Linked DNA regions of Ovis aries: region 1 is linked to region 2. A link is a contact called in public Hi-C data. All regions are on one chromosome and are shown on one strand. The core of a region is the stretch at or near the end of the contact, and the rest is flanking DNA. Distances in the headings are between cores, read along the strand shown. Region 1 holds the start of RAP2B (RAP2B, member of RAS oncogene family). Region 2 has its middle 160 kb from the start of ARHGEF26.

Evidence for each region. A called contact is a pair of places that touch in the nucleus more often than the background predicts.
Region 1: a Hi-C map of tail adipose tissue shows a contact between it and region 2, with 8 times the contacts expected there. The contact joins the promoter of RAP2B here to the enhancer-like site in region 2. A contact is called at or near these places in 3 of 16 Hi-C or Micro-C datasets (hypothalamus, skin fibroblasts and tail adipose tissue).

The regions. Positions count from the first base shown.
Region 1 is chr1:235,302,824-235,307,330 of ARS-UI_Ramb_v3.0, forward strand. RAP2B (RAP2B, member of RAS oncogene family) reads right to left here and starts at 1,256. Exons shown (of 1, transcript XM_015092587.4): 1 at 1-1,256. The coding sequence starts at 802. The coding sequence ends at 251. The region is part of intron 1 of LOC121817115 (a long non-coding RNA gene); the gene reads right to left.
Region 2 is chr1:234,446,835-234,451,908 of ARS-UI_Ramb_v3.0, forward strand. No RefSeq gene overlaps it. Among named protein-coding and RNA genes, the nearest start is that of ARHGEF26, 160 kb to the left of the region's middle. Within about 2 kb of position 2,292, at least 12 of the 54 cell types and tissues checked have an H3K27ac peak or open chromatin away from gene starts, as enhancers often do. A contact at or near this core is called in tail adipose tissue, where this site is marked.

The DNA of each region.
Region 1 (4,507 bases), core at 6-2,505, 850 kb after region 2:
AATGAGAAACGTACATGCTGCAAAGATCCACATTTCCACCGGGACTCGGATGGTCCTGACGGGACAGCCCCTAGGAAACCGGGGAGAGGCGGGGGACGCGGCCACCGCGGCCAGTCGGGCGCCAAGACCCCCCAGCCGATGCAAAGTCATCTCCAATCTCAAAGCAAGAAGAGAAATCACATTTAGAAGAGTCGGGTGCGTTTGGCTTTTGTGCGGAGAGCGCGGCTGTCGCGCGGCAGCCGCGGGCGCCTCAGAGGATCACGCAGGCCGAGCAGCAGCCCTCATCACCGTTGGGCTGCGCCGCGTAGTTCATCTGCCGCACGATCTCGGCGAACAGCTCGTCCACCGAGGCTTTGTTTTTGGCCGAAGTCTCCATGAAGGGGCAGCTCCACTCCTCCGCCAGGGCCTTGCCCTCGCCGAATGAAACCTCACGCTCGCCCTCCAGGTCCACCTTGTTGCCCACCAGAATCATGGGCACGCGCTCGTACCGCTTCACGCGGATGATCTGGTCCCGCATGGGCTTGATGTCCTGGAAGCTCTGCTGGTTAACAAGGCTGTACACGAGGATGAAGCCCTGGCCATTTTTGATGTACAGGTCCCGCATGGATGCGAACTGCTCCGTGCCCGCCGTGTCCAAGATCTCCAGCACCGACGGCGATGAGTCCACCTCAATCTCTTTGCGGTAGAAGTCCTCGATGGTGGGGTCATACTTCTCGATGAAGGAGCCGGTCACGAACTGCACCGTGAGGGCGGACTTGCCCACGCCGCCCGAGCCCAGCACCACCACTTTGTACTCTCTCATGGCTCCGTCGGCGTTCTCGCTGCGCCTGCCACGGCCCCGTCGGGGCTGCGCACTGGAGGAAAGCTGGGCTTGGTGGCTAGACTTCTCTGTCCTCAGCTCTGCAGGTAAACTCAGGAGATGACCGAGGAACGCAGGACGCGGAAATCACCAAACGGGGGCCGGGCGCCGGGCCGGCCGGCGCGGCGGCGAGTCCCTGCAGCGCGGGTCCGGGGCCCCGAGGCAGCCCACGGCGGCGGCAGCAGCAGCCTGGGCGGCGGATCTGGAGGACAATGCCGGCAGCCCGTGCTAGGCGAGGGCTGCAGCTTCTCTCCGCAGCAGCCCAGGAAGGCGAGGAGGAGGCGGCGGCGGCGGGCTGCGGAGGCGGCTGCTAATTGCGCGCCGGGCCGGGACGCGCGTGGCATGAGTCCCCGCAGAGCGTGCGCCCACCGCCGCGGCCCTTCGAGCTCTCTCCCGCAGCCTCCGCGGGGCGAGGGCTTCCTACTCGCCGCGCGCAGCCCTGCCCGCCCCGCCCTGGCGAGCATGCCCAGTGCGCCGCTGCCGGCCCCTCCCGCCGGATTCCCGGCTCCTGGTTTTCCGGGGGGCCGGACGGGGGTGGGGCTGTAGGCGGAGCTAGCGATTTGATTCAAGACTAGCGGATTCGGGATAGGCACTAGTATAGGAGCCGGAGAAATGTGTGGGGGTGTATGGGTATTAAGAAGCTGGCTAGGACAGCTCGAGGGAGGACGGAGGCCACCTTCCTGCGCCGACCTGGCTTTAGTGCATAGGAATCCCGGCTCTATGAGAAAAGGGCGGGCGCCGTGGGCCACCCCGGGAATAGGCTGGTCTCATGCCGTTCCTTTTATCCAAAGCTTGTGGACTCCCACTCCCCGAGCCCCCGGCGGGTGTGCGTCCCGAAGGCCGAGACCCAAAGAACATTTGGGTGTATGATAGAAACATTTTCTTCTATGGGCGGAGCATTTTCCCACACTCTAGGCGTGGCCCTTCCTACCCAGCCTTCTCTCGCGGACTCTCCTCGCACTTCATCCCTCAGACAAAGAAAACAGGAACATTCGGCCTGAAACCTGTCCGGAAGAGAGAATGGGCAACCTCTAGTGATCAGGGCGGTCTCCAGGCTGGGACTCAGAAGGCCCCACCCACCTCCCCACTCGGTTATGGCCAAAACCCGGAGAGTGAATCACAGCCCGATCCACAATCAGCCCGGGTGCCGGTAGCTAGTCAGGGCATGCTCAGTGGGCGGAGTAGGTTTGGGGGTTTGGAAGTAGGAAGCTTGTGCACTGCACACCCACGCTCCAGCTCAAATTTCTTCTTCTAGACTCAGGACCCATTGGTCCTGGGGCGCAAATCTCACACCCTCGAATGTTCTTCCATTGGCTACCTCCAAGGTTTTATCAGTTTGGGCTGCTTCATTGGCTAAAAAGTAGCCTCCGCTCGTGATTGGTTATTTATAGAGATTGAGTGGAGAGGCGGAGGCACAGCTGTTCTTTCTCTGCTCTCCCCCGCCCCCTTCCTCCCACTTCCCCAACCTAGTCGTTTTGAAGCTAAGAGTGAAAAAATAAAAGGAATTTAGGCGGAGAGCTCAGAGCTAAATATAGTCCTTTGTTGGTGTTTTCAAGTCTGACTTCTCGGTGCCCAGTCACGACTGTCCGTTAAAGGGAGCTGGTTACAGTTCTTGGTCCTCAAGAAATGGCAAAGTTTCCAAGGTGGTTTTTAAATTTTTCCCCAGGGAGGGGGAAGGGCTAGGATGTGGAAATGGGCCACACTGAATTCAGCTCACCCGGTGGGGTGGGGGAATGCCCAGGCTTGCCTTTGGTAAACATCTTTGCTTTGGGGCGGGCATTCGCTAAACTGGGCTTGGCTCCTACTCACAGGAGCTACCAGCGAGATGCCTTGGCTTGTTCCAGGTCTCTCCTTTCTCGCGGAGGAGAGATGTCAAGACCTGTCAAAAGGCTAAGCAATGATAGCGTGAGCCCCAGGGTGAAGGGGTGGGAGGGGACCGAGCTGCATCAACCCTGGCTTGGTATCCTGTCGACGCCACTTCTCACTGGTTTAACCATCTGCATTGGAGGGATAAAAGAAATGGTGTGCTAATGCTTGGTTTCAGTGCCTTAGTCCCGTTGTGACTCAGGGCCGCGTTGCCAGTTAACCTTCTTTGAATCTCTAGCTATAGCTCGTAGAATGCACAGCTGCAACTTGAAGCCCTGGCCATGGGACCCAATGGGTCCTGGGCAGCAGCCAATGCCTTGGGTGGGCGGAGCCTATTCCTGCGCCTGGCTCCGCTATTTAGTGGAGAGAGGGGTTATCACAGTGCTTCGCTAGTTAACCTTATATAATTCTCCAGAAACCTTTCAAGGCAAACTCACCTAATACAGCTGGAGTGAACCTCGCGTTTACCCAGTTTAATGTTTGCCAGGCCTTTTACATGTGCTATCTTATTTACTCCTCATAAAAATATTAATTATACCTATTTTAAAAATGAGGAAACTGAAATCTTACGATGTTGTCTAACTGGCATAACTGGCATGAAATTTCACAGCATAAGTGGTCACGCTGGGATCCTGACCCAGGTGTTTGGGTGCAGAACCTGGTCTTGTAACTATTATGAATACTACTTTCTAACAAAAAAGTTTCCAGATTGTACCCTTTCTTAGGTTGACTTTTGAGGTAGTATGAACAGACTGGCTTTTAAGCCCAAGCTAGAGGGACCTGTGTTCACCCTCTGCCTCTTCTGACAGTGCCCCTTCCCACAGGGTTAAGGAGCTAGAACCCACGTCCAGACCATGCCCCAGGTGGTCAGAATTCTGGAATCCCCTCCCCAAATAGTACCAAACCCTCTCCTCGGATCTGCTTGGATCTCTGAACTCACCCCTGTGTGCAGGAATGGGTCTTTGTTGGAGTGCGGGTGGTGCTTGGACCCATGAACTAAGGAACACCCTCCCAGGCACTATGGGCCCCCACTTAACTGCAAGAAGAGGGGTGCCTTCTAGTCAGCTTTCTCTTCCCTGCCACTTTCCAGCCTGGCTCTTGGAGAAGTCTTAAGAATTTGTGATTCACACCTGACCATCGTATTTGTCAAGGTGGGAGGACATATCATATTTTAACACTTGTGTTATCTTGATTTTAGGGCTTCTCTGGTGGCTCAGATGGTAAAGCATCTGCCTGCAGTGCAGGAGACTCGGGTTCGATCCCTGTATCAGGAAGATCCCCTGGAGAAGGAAATGGCAACCCACTCTAGTACTTTTGCCTGGAAAATCCCATTAATGGAGGAGGCTGGTAGGCTACAGCCCATGTGGGTCACAAAGAGTCAGTCACGACTGAGTGACTTATCTTGATTTATAACTGAAATAACTAGAGTAATGCTACCTGGGCCTCTGTCCTCTAGCCCACAGAAGTTAGGTGTGGTTCTGAGTACAGTAGAAAATACTTTGTCCTTATGGGCAGGTGTATAATCTCAAGTATTACTTATCAATTATTATCTGAGACCTTGGGCAAGCCCTTCAAGTTGCTCCTGACCTTAGCTTCTCTCTCTAAAGTGGTGATAATAAAGTTTGCCCCACCCACCTAGCTACCCAAGGAACCTTGGAGAGTATCTGATGACCAAACGCTTCATTTTACATCACCACTAGTGAGCAGAATTAGAACCCTGGTGTCCTGGCTGCCCCTTTTCAAGGTGCCAGCCTATACTCAGGGATAGTAATTAGCAAATAA
Region 2 (5,074 bases), core at 1,042-3,541:
AGTTTACAAATAAAAAAATGCTGGAGAGTGTGTAGAGAAAAGAGAACTCTCCTACATGTGGTGGGAATGTAAATTGGTGCAGTCACTATGGAAAACAGTATAGAGGCTCCTTAAAAAAAATCTAAAAACAGTTACCATATGATTCAACAATCCCACTCTTGGGCATATATCTGGATAATCATAATTTGAAAAGACATAGGCCTCCCAATGTTCACTGCAGCACTATTTACAATAGCTAGTACATGGAAGCAACCTAGATGTCCATCAACAGAGAAATGGATAAAGAAGTTGTGGTACACACACACACACACACACACACACACACAGTGGAATATTACTCAACCACAAAGAGGAATAAAATAATGCCATTTGCAGCAACATGGAAGGACCTAGAGCTGTTTTACTGAGTAAAGTAAGTCAGACAAAGAAAGACGAATATCATATGATATTGCTTATATCATAAATATGATCACAAGTGAACTTATCTGTGAAACAAAACCAGACTCTCAGACATAGAGAATACACCTGAGGTTGCCAAAGGGGAGGGGATGGTGCACAAGGGGTGGACTGAGCGTTTGGGACTGGTAGATGCAAACCATTACATAAAGGACAGATAAACAACTGGCCCTAATTGCACAGCACAGGGAACTGTCCTCAATATCCTATAATAAACCATAGTGGAAGGTGGCAGTCACTAAGTCAAAACTCAACAGACGAAAACCAAAGAAGCCGCCTCACACGACAGAAAACAAATATTGATGAGATATCAAAAAGAACTACAGCTGAGCAAGTCTTTACATTTATTGATCATTTGAATTTCTTCTTTTGTATGTCAGGCTTCTTCATTTTTCGGTTGTGGCGAGTGAAATCTTTAACTGTGGAATGTGAACTCTCGGTTGCGGCGTGCGGGATCTAGTTCCCTGACCAGGGACAGAGCCTAGGCCTCCTGCATTGAGAGGGCAGATTCTTAGCCACTAGACTACCAGAGCAGTGCTTGTACATTAGCTGTTTATACTCTTTGCTCATTTTTCTCCTGGGTATTAATTCTTTTTCATGGATCTGTATATTATGGATATATATCTTTTATCTCTACATAGGCTCCAAATATTTCCCCCATCCCCTACTTGTTTCCTAACTTGATGTTGTCATTTTTTTTAACCTAAAAGTTTTATTTTTTTCATGTGGTCCAGTTTGTTAGTCTTTCACTTTATGGAAAGACTTTAAAAACTATTAAAAACTAGTTTAAAAACTTTAAAAACTATTTTCTCAGTATACCTTTCTTCTACATAAAAAACTATTTTTCTTGTCTAAGTGGCCCTAAGAGGGCCTCTAGGCCCTCTAGAATGATGGAAAAGAATGGCAGTGATAACAAACATTATTGTCTTATTCCTATCTTTGACTAGAACGTTTCTAAAGTTTCACCAAAAATTAAATATTTACTGGAGGACAGATTTGTTTTGAGTATCAAATGACTTCATCAGCTCATAAGCTATGAAAAATAGCTATTATTTATTATTTGTCAAACCATTTAAATTCTTTACTCCGAATCTCCTTACTTATAAATAAAAAAATTGGACCTGGAAAATCTCTAAGCTTCTTTCCAGCACAGTCTTAAAATTCCATGATTAATTTTGAAAAGGTCATAAGTCATTTCATTAACCTAAATAAACAGCAATCCTACCTGTGGAATAAAACACATAAGCCCAAAGAACAGAGAAGCCCCTCCATCATCTGAGTAATTCATATTTAGCTTTGTAAAGTAGCCTGAGGCCAAAAAAAATGATCTTAACTTTGGTATGTTTCCAGTTACTTTATAAAGCTGTTTGGCAACTTTTACTAAAGGAAAAAATATGAAGTTGAGAGGAAATGAAAGTTGAACAATGATTGGAAAATCATTGGTGAATATGGCAATACCCCAGTTTCAAAAGCCAGTTGCAATCTGGTCAGTTTGGCATGAAAGCAAGTTTATTATTATTATAATTTCCCACTCCAGTGGGTGGAGACTCAGTATCTGGGACGTAGAAGTTAGGAGAAGAACCAAACTGGAAATAAAACCACAATTCCCCATGACCTATAGAGATATAAGAAGCAACGGGAGTAAGAATATATGCTCATGGGAAAGCGATTAAAATTCCCAAAGGCAGAATGGAGAAGCCGCCAGAAAAGATGCTGAGCGGAGGAGCAGACAAAGATCGAGAAATTGGCAGGGAGTCAGGAGAGAGACAAAGCCAGAAAGGAACACACAGGGACTGAAATGAGTCAGACTCTATAAAAGGAGTTCCAGTGAAGGAGCACGAAAGCGTGCGTGTGGGCGCCTGGGACAGAGGAGGTTGAGAAGAGTAAGGCAAGGGTCAAAACGCAGCAGCTTCAAAGATAAAAGCTCCTTGGAGAAGTTGCCTAGAGACGAAGATCTGCTTTGCAGACTTTTCTGAGAACAGACCGGGAATGCCCAATACACTGGAATACATATCATCTAAACTCTGCAAGGCAGAGGAAACGTAGTTGAGGTATAAAGGGGCTGAGAGCAGTGCCCCCTGCACTGAACCAGATTAGGCAAAGGCTATATATAGTGGTAAAGAACATAGCAGACAATGCAGGAGACGCAGGAGATGTGGGTTAAATCCCTGGAATCCCCCGAGGGCTAAGATCCCCTGGAGGAGGGCATGGCAACCCACTCTAGTATTTTTGCCTAGAGAATCCCATGGACAGAGGAGCCTGGCAGGCTACAGTCCATAGGGTTGCATAGAGCTGGACACAACTGAAGTGACTTAGTGCATACATATGATGGCAGGTGGGATTGGGTGAGCAGTCAGTGAAATCACTTTCCCCTTGTTTTATATGTGGGAACTGGGCTCTGAGATCAAATGGAAGCCCATGTACCAAATGCATAGGTATTTTAAAAGTTGCAAATCAAATTATTAAACTGTTAATGAAAGTGTTCTATCTGCCTACCTTGACAAAATACCTTCATAAAGATACAGAAAGGCCAGGTTCACATTTAGGATTCTTGGACTTCCTGGGGTTAGCCAGAAGATGGCAGTATTTGGAGAGCAGACCAAAGGCCCAGGGCCTTGATCTATATCTTTCTCACCCAGACATCCATCCTTCTCTCCCATCCTTTGTTTTGTCCTGTACCATAAGGGCCTTGGTTGCAACTCCAAACCCCAATCCCCATCATCATCTCAAAGCATCATGTAAAACAACTACATTTTGCTTGTTCCTGAGGCCTAGGTGTTTCTGAGGAAGAAACAATAGACTTGTGGAAAGGATAACATCATCCTTAGATGTGTATTTGGGCTGCTTGGCAAGGAATTCCAGGTACTGACCATCTAGAGCATGGCCTGAGGGCAGGTAGGCAGGCCTGGCTCTGTTGCCTCCCTCATCCATCAGAGCGGGGAGGGCCAGAGACAGGTTCCTGACATCCCCAGAATGTGAGGATCAGAAGAGGTGCCCTCTTGCCCAGGTCTAAGCTACTTCTCTTTCTGAACCTTGTAAAATTAAGCCAGGAGTTCTTATCCCTGAGATGGGGAAAACAGTTCCTATTAGAGCAAATCTCCTCTGTGAGCTAGCAGAATGCCTGGAAATGTGTTAGAGAGGCAAATTCTTGGTGCCCATCCAAGACCTAACTAATCAGAAACTTTGTGTTTGGTGCTCAGCAATAACAAGTCTTCCATGTGATTCTGATGCATGCTGAAGTTTGAGAAGTACAGATTTATGAAAACTTGTTCTCAGCTGAGGCTGCAAAACACTACTTTGAGGTTTGTTTTTTTTTTTTAGGGTTTTTAAAATTGTTAGGAAAACAATGGAAAACAAATTTAGGTACCAAGAATTTAACCTTGCTAGTATTCTCTCTGCAATTTAACCCATCTTATTCTCCGTTAGTTCATCTCTTATTTGATATTGCATTTGTTGATTCAAGTTTTCCGGCCATCTTTAGCTTACATTGGGTTCCAAAGGCTCTCTTGGTTTCCATCTGCTGACCATCAGTCAAATGTTTGTCATCTACAGTGATGAGATGGAACCAAGCATTGACAAGTCGACCAGTCTTTTGAAAGAGGAAATTGTCTGCATTTAGCTGCATATGGAGCTTAAGTTGCAGCACACATTAGTATAGTACAAAGATATACGTTATATAACTGAATATTTTGTTATTTTCACCAGGCAAATACTGATTAATTTCCATTAAGACTTTGTGGCTCCAATTCGTTCTCACCTCTCTTCCATCCCTGAGGATATCGTCTGAGTGCTTCTCAGCTCAGGCCTGGTTGATACTGGGGCTTCTGAACACTGCACAGCATGGGAATTATGTCAGTGTACTGACTGTGAATGCCAAGCTGACAAAACAGGGGGGTGGGGAGGGCAGACACACTCACATGCTTATTCTTCAGCAACCATATTGTGAAATGTCACATTCCACCTTATGTCTGAGAGTAAAGAGCATTATTTAAATTCTCTGACAAGCTATGGGCATGTGTGTCTTCCTGAGTCAAGAACTGGATGCAACTGAGTACACACTCATATTCCTCTTACTTATTCATTTTTTAACATAAAGAAATGAAAACTCAGAGAAGTTAAGTAACTTATCCAAGCTCACACAGATATTGTGCAATTGAGACTTGAACTTTCTAAAGTATTACCTCAGATTTTATACTCTTGATGTTATTTTTGACTCCGACTCCTCTGCGTATTCTTAATAGGCAGCGTTATTGTTATTATTTAGTCACTAATAGGCAGAGTTTGGAGAAGGCAGTGGCACCCCACTCCAGTACTCTTGCCTGGAAAATCCCATGGATGGAGGAGCCTGGTTGGCTGCAGTCCTTGGGGTGGCTAAGAGTCGGACACGACTGAGCAACTTCAATTTGACTTTTCACTTTTATGCATTGGAGAAGGAAATGGCAACCCATTCCAGTGTTCTTGCCTGGAGAATCCCAGGGATGGGGGAGCCTGGTGGGCTGCCGTCTATGGGGTTGCACAGAGTCGGACACGACTGAAGTGACTTAGCAGCAGCAGCAGGCAGAATTAGCTCTGGGACATTTTTTGAAAGAGCCAAAATTTTGTCTTGTTTCTGTGCTGC